2 separate regions of the Ovis aries genome follow, and region 2 is linked to region 1. Evidence: chromatin contacts called from public Hi-C data. All regions are on one chromosome and are shown on one strand. Each heading gives the region's core, a stretch centred on a gene start, on an enhancer-like site or on the middle of the called end of the contact. The rest is flanking DNA. Distances are from core to core; before and after follow the strand shown. Region 1 overlaps PAPPA2 (pappalysin 2). Region 2 overlaps PAPPA2 (pappalysin 2).

Region 1 (7,238 bases), core at 1,621-4,120:
ACAGTATACCCGGATCTTGGCTTTCATGGAAAGTCACCCAGAAGGACAAAGAAAAGAGTGGGATTAGGAATAACTGTCTCCCTTGCCTTAATGGGGGTGGGGGGGGGCAGTTGGGGGCGATTGGTTTCAAGCAAGGAGTGGGTAAGGGATTAGAAGTGATACACGATCATTCAGTGTCTCTGTATCCCTTTAGAGCCCCCACCCCAGGACAGAACCTCACACAAAGCTAGGTACATAGTAGAACCACTTTCATTTTATTAATCTGGATTGTGCACAACACCCTTTGATGCTTGCCAGTCCCATGACATGGATGGGGAAACCAAAGTCGTGAGAGGTGTGCCTGGGGCAGACAGGGAGCGGAACTCCAGAACCCCTGAAGGGGCTTGACAGCTCCCCATATTAAAGACTTCTCAGGCTGCCGGGAGCCTGCAAATAAGTTTTAGACCAGAGAAAGAAATCTGGAAGGAGGGAGCCTCTTGCGATGGTGTGTTGCTGGAACATCCCTTCCGGACACGCTGTCTTCCCCTCTCTTTGGCTGTAATTTCTCTTTTGGAAGCTGGGATTCCCAGACACTGAGCACTCTAGACTCTTGTGGTTTTGCTTGATTTTATTTTGGGGTGGGAAAGGGGGTGAAGGGAGAGGATAGAGAAGGGGCTGGGCTGGATTATAGGTTGGGGCAGAGAAAGAGTAGAAGGAAATCCTTATTCTGAGGCCAAATGGAAGAAATAATGAGATGATTATCTGATCGGAGTTGGCAGCTTCACAGTTTTTCCCAGATGACATCTTCTTGCTGCCTAATCTCGCTTCCTAGTACCCATCTGCCAGGGAAACGTGTGCTTGCCGTCTAGACCACGACTCCACTTACCCCTCCTCTGGCAGTAGCAGCACAGGGACCTGGGATCAGTTCCCTGGCTCTGAAGAATCAGAGAAAGATCCAGCAGGAATATAGGAGGGAGGCTCTAAGAAACCAGTGGTCTGAGTTGTTAAAATTCAGACCTGAGGGAACAGTTTCTGGACAGTGGGTACCTGACCCCTGTTCCTGAACCTTCTGGATCCTTCTGTTCTCATTCTCTGAAGAGAGGAGAACAGGGTCAGGATTTGGTTCCAGTTATAGGGCTGCCCTCTATGGGGTCGCACAGAGTCGGACACGACTGAAGTGACTTAGCAGCAGCAGTAGCAGCATAAGGCTTCCTAAGTGGCTCAGTGGGTAAGAGAATCAGCCTGCAGTGCTGGAGAATCAGGAGACACGTGTTCAATCCCTGGGTTGGGAAGATCCCCTGGAGGAGGGCATGGCAACCCACTTCAGTATTCTTGTCTGGAGAATCCCATGAACAGAGAAGCCTGGTGGGCTACAGTCTATAGGGTCACAAAGAGCCAGACAAGACTGAAGCAAGTGAGCATGCACACACACAGCTTTCCTTAATGCACCACCCCTCCCCCGCCAGCCCATACATCTCCCTCCCATGCCCACCTCCACTGCCCCCTGCCCCCCCCCACCTTGCCACAGCGCTTACTCAACTCCTTCTCCAAGGTGCCCATCTGAGCCCTTGCCACCTCCCTGCTGCTGCTGCTAAGTTGCTTCAGTCGTGTCTGACTCTGTGCGACCCCAGAGATGGCAGCCCACCAGGCTCCCCAGTCCCTGGGATTCTCCAGGCAAGAACGCTGGAGTGGGTTGCCATTGCCTTCTCGCATGTAAAATTAGGCAGGAAATCTTTCGCAGACAGTCTAGCCTCTGAGGTTTCTTTCTCTTCAAATCAAAGCATTCCCGGAGCTGTGCTGGCATGTCCCCTGTAGGTCCACACCAGAAAGACGGAGGGCAGAGAATACTCAGGTCTGTCTCCTCTTCACCTCTCACCCTGTATCTTTGTTCAGATTTGTGCACCTCAGAAAATATTCAGAAAAGATTTAGGGTAAAAGTCTGGGAGAGATAGGGGCTGAGAACCCAGCCTTCGTTCTTCAGGATTCTAGCAACTGGGTTCCCAGGACATAAGCATCCTTGTTGACTTGCTGTGGTCAGCTCCATATGCTCTCCCTGGGGCCCCCTGGGCTGAGAACCATGAAGGGCCAAGGGTAGTCACCCCCAGGAATAAAAGTCTCCGATTTGCTCATCTACTCACGCCTACCAACAGATCAGCCCATCTTCACTCTCTGACCCTAGCCCTGGTCCTTTTAGCCGGTACCTGCCTGTTCCTGGTGGAGAAGGCAATGGCACCCCACTCCAGTACTCTTGCCTGGAAAATCCCATGGACGGAGGAGCCTGGAAGGCTGCAGTCCATGGGGTCGCTGAGGGTCAGATACGACTGAGCGACTTCACTTTCACTTTTCACTTTCCTGCATTGGAGAAGGAAATGGCAACCCACTCCAGTGTTCTTGCCTGGAGAATCCCAGGGATGGGGGAGCCTGGTGGGCTGCCCTCTATGGGGTCGCACAGAGTCGGACACGACTGACGTGACTTAGCAGCAGCAGCAGCCTGTTCCTGGGATGGTTGGCCTTCAGCTGTTGCAGAATGACCACAGCTGAACTGTGCTCCTGAGAGGTAAACACAATTCAACCCCGGGAGTTCTGCTGCCCCGCTGAGGATAACCCAAGATGCTACAACACTTGGCTCCCACACTCTTTTCTAACAGCTCTCAAAACTCAGGTTCTACCTACTTAACCTAGGCCCAGTTTTCTCCATTCTCCACCTGCCAAACTCGGGGCATTTTCTCCTCGGCAGAGATATCAAGTGATTCAGTTGCCCTAGCCGTGGTAAAGAAACCATCCCCTACCCCTACCCCGACAACCAACACCCCCTCCCCCTCCGCCCGCGGCCCTAGACAGGAGGCCTCAGAGAATACTTCCTACACAGAGCACTAGGTGGCAGTGTTGCTTCGTGCACAGGAGAGTAGGCGGTGCCTTGGAAGCCAAGTAGTGGGGAATGCAGTCTGAGGACTGTCCCTTCCCAGGCCTCTGGGAGGTATTTGGTCATCCCCTCCCAGAGCGTGTTGGTAGGCATCCCTGAGGGTCGGCTTCATACAAGTCTCTTTGCAGGGCCCATGTGAAAGGGCTCAAGTGGCATTCTTTGGGTTTTGACTAACCGGCACTTGTAACAACTGTAAAGAAAACAAAATCAACTCGAGTTACCTCCCTCCCCTCCACCCCTAACTCCCACATGCTTCCAAAATAGGAAGTTTTTGGATTCCGGGTGGATTGCTGGAATACTTTCATTTAGGGCTGAGAGGACAATGTGGGCCTCACAGGCTGTAGGTGTTTAGCTTCTCTCTGGCCCCTGGAGGGGGAGCGACGGGCCCCCCCGCAGCTTAGATCTTCTGACGTTGCCAATCTCCTGTAGCTCTGACGCCCGGCAAGCAGGAGACGACTGTGTGTGGCTGCTCCAGTGTCAGGCCTCCATAAAGATCAGGGGTCTGGCAATTCAGGGATTTGTGGCCACCGAGGAGTAGCCTGGGGTCAGCAGCCCATTTGGACGGGCTGTTGGAACTCAGCTGTGGACATAAGTCAAATGCTGTCCTATCCTGGTGTGAAATCTTTAAGCTCCAGCACCCAACCCTGAGACCATCCTCTTTCCCTCCTTCTCAACTTCCTTTCCTCTCCTTCCACCCCAACACACACAGAAGAGGAACTTCTAATAGGTTCCTCCTCACCCGTAATTGATTGCAAATGTTCCCTGAAGTTGCCCAGCTGACTAACCACCTGCAACTCCAAGTGGCCGGAGGCTGAGTCAGTAAGTCCATGGCGGGACTGGAGCCCAAGCCCACGCTTCTTCATTCAACAAATATTTATTGAGTGCTTTGCCATGCAAAGCAGGGCAAGGCTCTGTGGGGGAATACAAAGATGTCTAAGAAACTGTCCCTGACTCGAAGATGAGTTTTCCTTCTCTGAGGATCCAGGTTGAGGAAGAGATCCCAGGGCAGAATTTGGGAGTCAGACCTGGAATCAGATTCCATCTGACACTTATCAGTGCTGGGATCTGTGGCAATCCATTCAACTTTTCTGAGCTTTGGTTTCCTCACATGGAGAAATGAGAAAATATCTCAAAGAGTTGTTATAGTATTTAAAGAAGTCACATATGTAAACTGCCCAACACAGACTTGACTGTAAAATTCATTTATGAAGTGGTATTAACAGCAGAAGGTGATCATTGCTAACAGCAGTGCTAACCTGCCAACCTGTAATCTTTTCTTAGATAGGGTATTAATTTCTTAAGAATTTAACTTGCTCATCTGTCCAGCAGGAATGGTGGTAAATAGGGTTGGTTTGTTTTTTTTTTTTTTCAAGATGGTCTCAAGATGATTGAGAATGCTATTGAGGCAGTGGCTTGAAAAGACTTTTTTTAATCTTTTTTTTTAGCCTTGGCTATACTATTTAGTACAGTGAACAATGGTCCAAGGCTTTTTGGGGTCATGCACCCTTTTGGGAATATGATGGAAGCTCTGCTCACTTTTTAGCAATATGCTCCTGTCACATACTTCATGTAAGTTTCAAAGGTCTCTGGATTTCCTGGTAGGAAGGTCAGCATTTGCTGACCTTGTTTAAGGCATATGGATAGCTTTTTTGTTTTGAACGACCCCAGAGAAATGAGATTTCAAAGGACACTGTAACATCCCCTTCTCTCAGTAAGGGAGCAGCAGCCCCAGGGTGAGGAGTTTTGTTGATATGGGGTGTGGAGCTTCGCAGAAGGCAGATTGACACACGGAAGTATCCACAGAGAGGTAAAGAGAACATAAAAGGAAGGCCATGTGTGCTGCCTCCCCTAGTATCCAGCAGGGCTCAGTAACGTGTGAAGCACCACGTCCATACCTTTCCCAGGGCTCCTGTGAAGATAAGGTTTCCATTACCCTCCTCCTCAGCTGCCTCTTCCTACACTGCACTGGTGGTCAAGGTCAGAGTGTTTGCCCTTGTGGGGCCCTGAGGAATTGCCCATTTTATTCTCACTTAGTTCTGCTCCTTGATCTTGCCCCAGACATGCAGTGAAGTCACAGTAACCCTGCGTGAAAGAACTGTGGACGCGAGGTTGTTGGTCTCTGGGGGTGGTATGCCCACTGTGATGGGAATGGGATCCATGAGTCTGCTTGTGTGGGCAAGCCATGCGCCCTGATGGTCGTAAGTTAGCATCTGTGTGCAGAAGAGTCTATCCTGTGGAGGTGTGGTCGTCCAGAAGAGAGGCATTGTCTGGTTTTAGAAGGAAAAAAGATGGTCAGGCTGCCCCCTCCTTTCACAGCTCCCTGACCCTTGTCCACGGAATCTTCTGGATTCCCTGTGTGGAAATGATCTCCTCTACTTCTCCGTCTCCACAGTCCTTGACCTGTGACTTCCTGGGGTACACATTGCTCCCTGCTGCCGTAGTTCTATACAGGTCTTGTTTTTCTTTACTGAAACTTCCCCAGGAGCCAAATGCGTGTCTGATTCACTTTCGTCGTCCCTAAGTACCTAGCACCGTGTTAGACTGTCAGCTATGTTTGTAGAATGAATGAAGTAGAAAGTTAGGTCGCCGATGCCCACTAGGAATGAGAAAAGTGTGAGAGAAACTTTCTGTAACTCGAGGCTCTTTGTGGGGAACCAGGGCAATGACTTTCAGATTCTGCTTTTGTTGCCTGCAGAGGTGTCTCAGTGGTTTTTGAGGGGAACTGTTGGACACGGGGCTTCCTGCCCACCATCAAGAGGGGCAGCCCCTCTCTTACCTGTTTCATGTGAAAAAAGAGTTTCTGCTGTGCTTAGCCACTCAGTCGTGTCTGACTCTTTGTGGCCTGGCGTGGGCCACAGGCCTGGTGTAGCCTGCCAGGCTCCTCTATCCATGGGGATTCTCCAGGCAAGAACACTGGAGTGGGTTGCCATGCCCTCCTCCAGGGGATCTTCCCAATCCAGGGATCGAACCTAGGTCTCTCTCATTGCAGGCAGATTCTTTACCGTCTGAGCCACCAGGGAAGCCCACTCTTTACCGTCTGAGCCACCAGGGAAGCCCACCCTCCCACCCCCGCCCCCCAAAAGTGTTTAGTTGCTTCTAAAAAGTTTAAACTCCATAACTCCAAAGCAGAGGTTGGTGTACTCTGGCCCATGGGCTGCATCTTGTCCAAAGCAAAAGTCTGTTTTTATAAAAAAAGTTTTATTAGAACCCAGCCACACCCAATTGGTTATGTGTTCTCTGTGGCTGCTCCTACTTTGAATGGCAGAGTTGAGTAGTTGCAACAGAGAAGATATGGCCCACAGAGCCTAAAATATGTACTGTGTGGCCCTTTGTAGAAAGTTTGCTAACTCCTGCCCTTGAGTATTGCTTCTCAAACTTAAATGTGCATAGAGATCCCCTACAATTCTTCTCAAAATTATCTCACTGCTATGGGAATACACCTTGCTGCAGATGCAATGAGAATGCCCAGTACAGCCCATTTCCTTTCTGAAGGACCAGAGGTGCTGCGCTATGAATTTATCACTGATGCGCACTAAAGCCGGACACCTTGGTGCAGCAGGGATAAAGAAAAACCAGTTTCTGAGAGGTTCAGGACTCCTCTGACAGCCGACTCTGCCTTGAGGATTCATGAGGGCCTTGCAGATCATGCTTTAGACCATATAGCAGTTTACAATGCTTCCACCCGATCTTTCTCCTCTCTTTCCTTCCCTCGAGGTCAGACGTGCATCATGGACTGATGGCTCTCCTGGCCTTTTCGGGCTTCCTCCCTGTTTTCTCTCCTAGTCATCTCTCCTAATAAAGTCCATGTATATTGAACTCCATCTTGACATCTGCTTCTTTCACTAATGCAACTAACTAACACAAGGTCTGGGGGAACCTGAGATTCTGCATTTCTAACAGGCTCCTTGGTGCTGCTGCTACTAGTGTGTGGACCATGACTTAAGACTTAAGTGGACACGTGAGTCTCGAGAAGTGTCAGCAAAAAAGTGCCTTTTTCTTTAAAGGCGCAAGAATTCAGTAAATAATTTAAACTTTGCAGGTTGCACAGTCTCCATCGAAACTATTCTGTTCCTAGAATGTGCAAGCAGCGCAGTACAGATAAACAATATGTAAATGAATGAGTAGAGCTGTGTTTCAATAAAACTTTATTTATGAGGACAAGTGGCAGAGCTGATTTTGGCTGCGGGCCATAGTTTGCCAGCCCCTGGTATCCAGGACTCTTCCTGCGTGCTGTGCGTCTTCCACAATCCTCTTTTGCTTTGCTTTCTAGTTCTACGCTATCCAGGGTAATGCCTACAGAGAGACTGACAGTATCAGGGGTAGGGAAACTCCTTTT
Region 2 (7,238 bases), core at 3,134-5,633, 310 kb after region 1:
TCTCCCATAATAATGTATCTTGAGTTCTGTGGATTATTTTGAGGTGGTGTAAGTGGGAGAAAAGGGGGAAGCAGAGTGAATTTGTACTTAGACACTGACCTGCTGCCTCCTTACCAGCCTTTCCAAGGGGACGGTTGGTGTGACACCATCAATAACCGGGCCTATTGCAACTATGATGGGGGAGACTGCTGCCCTTCTACACTCTCCTCCAAGAAGGTAAGTGAGGACACCTGGGAGTTGGGGGAGAGGGAAGTAGCCCCAGAAACAGGCAGGGGCTTCAGCTAGCTCTGCTTCTTGGCGCATTATGGTTTTTCTTCAACAGTCAAGAGGACAGAATGATAATGAGCAAACGTGGGAGCCTCTATGGTGACAGGAGGAAGGACTGTAATTTTAGGATAAGTTGTTAGAAAACACTACTTCTCTCACTGTCAGTCCTGCAACTGATTCAGAAAAGCCATGCTTCTGCTCCTCAGAGATTCACACCTGCTTGTCATTGTCCAGGAGATGTTTCTATGAGCAGAGAATAATGGCTTCCACTCCTTGGGGGGGCAGGATTACCCATGAAGTGATATCTGTGCCTGCTCAGTCTCTCAGTCATATCTGATTCTTTGCAACCCCACGGACTGTAGCCTGCCAGGCTCTTCTGTCCATGGGAGTTCTCAAGCAAGGATGCTGGAGTGGGTTGCCATTTCCTACTTCAGAGCAGGGCTTCCTACCTAGTGCTTTAAATGTCTCCAGTTGTTATTATTAAATCTTCATAGCTAAATTAAAAATCCTATAAAGTGTATAGCAAGCATATTGCAGGTATTTGTTGAGCAACCATCACAAGCTCCCTGGAACACTCCCCAGACTGTATCCTGAGCAGTAGTTCTTCTCTCCTTTTATCCTGTTACTTTGGGCTCTATAAAATTAGAAGATGTGCTCGAGCGAAACATATAAAATCGAGTAGGCTGAAAACTTGGAATAATATGAATGAAAACCCAAGAACTCCAAAGATATTTGATGCTAGTTGGCTGATTTGATGAATCAGAAATACACAAGAGATAATGTTTTCTTCCTCGTATGCATCTCCACAATAAAGTCACACCTATGATTACCTGTACACAGACCTGAATACTCCTTCTAAGAGACAATATTTACTGATGACTCACTCTGTGCTAGACATTCTTCTCACTGGTGGCATGAATTAACTTACGTAGTGCAGAAAACTTAAGAGCTCATTGTGTCACTGTTGAGTTTGCTCTAAAAACCATTAAATCCCAAACTATGAGAAAGAGATCAAGAGCTTGGACTGCAGGTAAGAAAGCATGCCAACTAGTTCTTGGTCTCACTTGAAGAAAGTAACTGGTCATGGGTCCCTTTTCTACCCAGGAAGGCATAACCACTTGAGAAGAAAGCAGTCAATTCTCTCCTCATCTCCATCTCACGTTCTGCAGTTCTAGGGTTTGCCTTAATGGACTTCAGTGGCTGTGGCCAGTATACACATAAGGGATTGAAAAATCATTTCACCCTTGTTGACTCTTAAATTAGTTCATTCATATGTGAAAATATGCTGGGAAATTACCTCAAACCCCACCACCCATTCTCCACCACTTGCCCAATCACCAAGACTGTCTCTTCAGTGCACTTGGACTATTACATGATACCCTGATCTATTTTTGTTTCATTTGACCATCCATGCCCAAAGAGCAGAATTTTTGTCACTTTTATGTCATGTCTCCTAAATGCCCACTTCTCTCTGAAGCTAATTATGGACACTCAAACTGTATGCTTATCTGTTGGTAGCAGTGCAAACAAGAAGAGAGAAAATGTTGCTGGGCCATCTCTGGCCTGGAGGAAGGATAATCACATAGCAGGAAAGCAATCTGGCCACAAACAATGAGTAGAGAGACGCATTGTTTCACCAAGCCTAAGTATAATCTGGGTTCAAGAAAGGCAAAACCTCAAGCTTACGAAAATAGTAGAGATGACCCTGTGGCCCCAAGAACACCAAGGGAGTAGAAAACCTAGAGCTAGGTTATAGAGGCTTGGTTTTCTGGGTAGTAGTGTCATGACCTTGAGTTAAGGCACCCTACCTTTCTTGACCTTCCCTCTAAGAAGAAAACACTAACATTCATCTTACCTACTTTACGGGGATTTTGTGCAAACATTAGCAGTAATATTAGAAGTAGTAGTAACAGGTGTTAGAGGCACTTAGAAATATGTTTTTCATATCCATCATCTTATTGAAACCATCCAAACACCCTCTGAGGTAGATGCTGTTGTCCTCCCACCTTATATGTAAAGAAAGTGAAACAAGGTTTACCTTGCCTAAGGAGACATGGTGTGTAAGTGAAAGAACTGAGTGTTAATTTCAGTTCTGTGATACTGACATGCTATCCCACACTTCCTCTGGGACCAAGTGAGAAAAGCAAAGGCTGGTTGAAAGTGTGAAGCTTGGTACAAAAATGGGTGATTTCAACTTCTCTTTGCTTTCCCTTAGGTCATTCCATTTGCTGCTGACTGTGATCAGGATGAATGCACCTGCCGAGACCCCAGGGCTGAAGAAAACCAGTAACTGTAGGATCCAGCCCTTCCTTCCACTGCCCTGGAGGCAGTAAGAAAGAGGGGCCTCCACAAAAGGAAAGAAAAGATGAGTGAAAAAGGAAGGGCATAAAGTGAAGGAAGAAGAACATGAAGGATCTTAAAGCAAGAGGACATTTATAGGTGCCAACTATTGTATCAAGTAGCCCAAGTAAGGAAGAATCATAGGCAAAGGTTTCTTCAAAGAGGCAGTTGATTTAAAATGGAAAGAGAAATATGACAGATATACAAGGACCCTCCTCCCCCATTTATATTCTATCCAATCCCATCCTCAACTCTTGCCTTGCTCCCTACTCTGCACCCTGCCAACTATTCAGCCCCACCCAACTTGTAAAACAATATCAAAACCCTAGAAGAGCAGTTGCCAGGGACACTCTGTTAATACTCATTTTGAATGGATTACCGTCTTTCAGGGCTCATCTAATCTAAACTGGCTCTCTCCCTTTCTTTGTGTAGTCTCCCTTAGTAATAATGAGGTTAGTTATTAATTCTTTATAAGTATTTAAACATAATGATATAAATATATTATATATATTATATTTTTTGCTGTCTACTAAGCTAAAAATTATCCATTGTTCCACACATGCTGCTGTGAAGTTCATATCCAAAATGAATGCTGAGGGTTTGAGGACTGAGTTCTTCTACCATCTTTCTATTCCTAGGGATTAGCAGGTTGAGAGAGAACTGGGGAAGCAAAGAGCGAGATTGGATGGAGTTTTTGATGATCATATGTCAGCTCATCATCTTTTTATGAGCTGAGAGCTGGGCCCAGTTTGAGGAGATGGGGACTTGGGGTAATAATAGTAAGGAGCATGGAAATGTGCTGGGGGTGCCCATTGGTGAGGGGTCCAGGAAAACTAGTCTTTGAGTATCCATCCAAAAAGTACTTCCCTTCACTTCTCAGAACTCATAATTGCAGTCAGTGGGGCCCAGGGTTTTCTGCACTTCCGCAGGTGCCTGTTCCAGGGGTGGCTCTTGGCCAGTCAACAAGTCTGTATGCAGGCTCACTTTCCTGTGCCCAGGATGATAGGAACTCATGCGTTCCTCATACTCTGTGTGTGGTTTCCTTTCTTCTAAGTCCCTGAGCCTGGCCATCATTCACAGCCACATGACCTATTGTTGACTTACTGGGGGAGAAAGCGTCAAGGAAATGACCTGGGGGAAAGGTGAGAGTAGATGGAAAAATAGGCCGGGATGGAGGAGCTGGCTGAGGCCATTCACAGGGTAGACACTGGGGTCAATCAGAGCCCAGGACTGGAGGACAAAAGAGTCAAGGAGATCCAATTTTGTTTCAGGTCTCCACAGCACACCACAGGGGATCCTCTGAACAATGCAGAATGGGAGATAAAGTCTATTCAAGTGCTTTGTGTCAAATCTGTGTCCCAGAGAGCGCCCTTTGAATGAGTTCTGAAAATACATGGAGCAAGGGTGACACTCTGTGGGGAGAGAGAAGAATTTCAACTAGTTAGAGTCCATTTTGTCATTGTGATCCTTTCTTGCTCAATAGATGGACAGTGTGTGAAGTTACCACGTTAACCTGCCTCTGTCTACAGCCCGGGCTGACTCTTTCTGCATGTGGTCTATTGCAGCTGTTTTGGGGTGGGGTTTTTTGGGGGGTTTTTTGGTAATGATTTATGGAGTAGGCCTTGGAGAAAGAGAGTAAGGAGCTAGTTTCTTTTTCAACACCCCAGCTTATCATCTCAGGAAAGGAAGAACAGGCAAAGGTTAAGGGCAGTCTTGGTCTCTCTGGATCACCTGCTCTTTGCCTCTAACCACAGTTTTCTACTCTTCCCATCAACACTGAAGCCTTGGCTGTGCAAACAGGAAAAAGGAAATATTACCATCCCCCCCTCCAACTTGAGCCAGACTTCATGTAGGAAAGAACAACATTCTGGAATGGAATAAAAAGGAGAAGGGGATATGCACAGTTTATCTATGGGGATCTAAAAGGAGGGTGGCAGAGTCATGGGAAAGGTAAAGAGCCAGAGGTTGCCCATCCAAAATACTCTCGTCCTCTGTAGTCCCAGCCATAACAGAAACAACAGTCTAGATACCTATTCTTTCTTATCTGGCTTCACATTTAGTGCTCTCAAGAATAGAATATTTATTTGGGGGATTCTAATAGGCTTCAGTATGGAAAAGGAGAGTAGACAAGTTTCAATTCTTCATTTTAAAACAGTTGTAAAATCATTATCCAAATTTCCTGAAGCATGTCAAACTCCGTACAGGGGAATCCTGCCATGTCTGAGGATTAGGTAGCAGGAGAGTTATCCTGGGCATTACCCAGCTCAAGAAGGCTACAGCCCTCATTGCTACCCACCCCCACCATGGGAATGTGGAACCTGTGGTTCATGATGGGTCTGGCCTCAGTCTCCCCACAGGAGTAACCATGAGAACATTTCTCTTTTGTACTTCATTTAAAAAAATTAGTTTCTGTTGGCAACATCTGCTCTCCATCACTTCCCTAGGAAGGTGACAGGAGGGATCTGGGGGTGCATGGAAAGCATTTTAGACTACAGGTTGCCCAGCCTGAGTCAGCCCTGGCCATTCAGAAACAGCAGGTTCTTCCTGCCTTTTCCCCTGGAGCCTAGTGTTTTGAGCTCCTCCAGTCACAATAAAGTTGAAGGTCTGAGATGCCACGGTCACAGATCCCCAGTGGATGTCAGCTCACACTCATTCCACATGGTGGTCTGCATTCTGCTGCTCCTCCCCATTCATGGGGTCACAGAGAGCCTCTCCCAGAGGCTCTTCCCTCTGTTTCCTTGTTCCAAAATCACTTCTCTGCTTCCTCTTTTTCCTAGTGACTAGGAGCTCTGGGGTCCAGGTTGCCCAGGGCTGGATGATTCTGGCAATTAGTATGACAGCCTCCAAGCAGACAGATGAGAGGACAGAGTGAGAACTGTCAGCTGGCAAACCTGTACATGAAAGTGAAGAGTTATTCTTGATTCTCTCCTCTTCTTCCCTCCATTGCAAGGCATTGGGTTTGGCACATCCTCTCCTCTGTGAGATCACTATTGAGTGCACCGGTTAGCACTCCACGGGGATGGTTTGATTGGGAACACAGTGAAAGGAGCTGATCTACTGTATTGTAACGTAAAACAGCTACAGCCAGTTATTTTGTAAGATTATACGATGTTCATTAAAAAAAATCAGCACACAAAATGGGATGCATCTTTGGTGTCTTATTCTTTGTTTAAATCATTCCATCACTTCCAAATTGTTTTTCATTCACTCATGCCAGGTCTGGACATCCATCATTGATCAGTTGATTGATGAGTTCTTTCAGTCACTTAAAAACTATTTATTAAGTAAATGGTATGTGTAAGGAAGATAAACATGAGCATTTACAAGAAGAGATGGCATATACAAAAGCGGAGTACACAGTAGTCATGTTAAGTGCCTCATGAGTTGTAGGAATAAAATGCAAGAATCATTTACAGTTCAGGGGAAGTAGCTTCACTCCTGGATGCCAAAGGGAGGGAGTATTTGAAAGTAGGTCCATGAGGGATGCACATGAGCTTGATAGGCAGAAATGGGACAGGGAAAGAGAAGAGTCCAGGCAAAGTAAAGAACAGGGATGACACTATGGAGGTAGGGAAAGAAAAGGCTGGGAGACAGTGAACATCTCTGGGGCATCTGACAGCTAGAAGGCAGAATTCAGCTCACGTGTGCCCCACATGTGGCAAACCCAAGCTGATTTAATCATCACAGACAGATCTACATCTTCCATTGTTTCATTTCACAGATGTGGACATCAAGGGTCGGTGTAGAGAAAATTGTTTGTGGTCATATGCCAAGAGTCAAGCTTGGTTCTGCGAGACGCCAAGACATAAGAAAGAAAAGAAAAAATGATGGCTCATAGGATGGGAAAGGGTAGAAGTGGAGAGAAATGTCAAAGACGACGTCTCTGCCTTCTCTTTTTATCCATAAAGATTATCCTCACTGGAAGAAAAGGGAAAGTGGGAGGAGGAAGCTTTTGAAGAAAGAAAATATATTTGCTTTTTGATAAAATCATTTTAAAAGCCAGATAGATAATTAGTTGGAATTTTCACGTAAAGCAGTGTTGAGCAAGTTGGAGGTGGCTTCTGCACCTGGGGGCAGCTCACCAAAGTCTCTGGCCCTGCCATGCACCACCTGGCTGCCAGAAGGGCTGGGCGGTTATCTCAGTACAGCTCTGAGCTGTTTGGGAAGTCCTGCGGAAGAGACAGTTAGATATGTGAGCTTGGAACTTGAGAGTGGGGTGTACGACTAGAAGCAGATATTTGAGAGTGAAAATTATGTTACCTGATATTTTCTTCATGGGTTGCAAAATGCCTTCATATGCTTTATTCTACCCATGGGTTAAGCAAAAGAACTTCTTCTAAATTTCCATTTTACAAATGAACTGTGTAGAGAGGCCATTGAAGAATCTAAGTTCATATAACTAAGTGCAGGTTGGGATAGCAATCCAAGTTTTCTTTCCCAAATGTGATGTGCTTTCCACTACGTGAAGTTCAGCCCACTAGACCCAGAGTGAACCCAGACTTGACCAAATGGAATGGGAAAGTTAAACGTCTTTTGGCTTGTTTATGTTTCAAGGTGCTCGTTGGTTTCCCAGTGGCTTTCTTGGTAGCCGGTGGTAGGAAAACTGAGAGCAAACCTTCTAGAGCATCATT

What was found. Hi-C and Micro-C count contacts between places; a contact is called where the count stands out from the background.
Region 2: a contact with region 1 is called in a Hi-C map of hypothalamus, with 7 times the contacts expected there. The contact joins two enhancer-like sites. A contact is called at or near these places in 7 of 16 Hi-C or Micro-C datasets (hypothalamus, liver, mesenteric adipose tissue and 4 more).

Annotation. Positions count from the first base shown.
Region 1 is chr12:57,089,436-57,096,673 of ARS-UI_Ramb_v3.0, forward strand. The region is part of intron 3 of PAPPA2 (pappalysin 2); the gene reads left to right. Among named protein-coding and RNA genes, the nearest start is that of PAPPA2, 42 kb to the left of the region's middle. Within about 2 kb of position 2,871, at least 9 of the 54 cell types and tissues checked have an H3K27ac peak or open chromatin away from gene starts, as enhancers often do.
Region 2 is chr12:57,401,313-57,408,550 of ARS-UI_Ramb_v3.0, forward strand. PAPPA2 (pappalysin 2) reads left to right here. Exons shown (of 24, transcript XM_060396631.1): 23 at 118-216; 24 at 2,483-5,745. The coding sequence ends at 2,557. Among named protein-coding and RNA genes, the nearest start is that of TRNAS-GGA, 270 kb to the right of the region's middle. Within about 2 kb of position 4,384, at least 8 of the 54 cell types and tissues checked have an H3K27ac peak or open chromatin away from gene starts, as enhancers often do.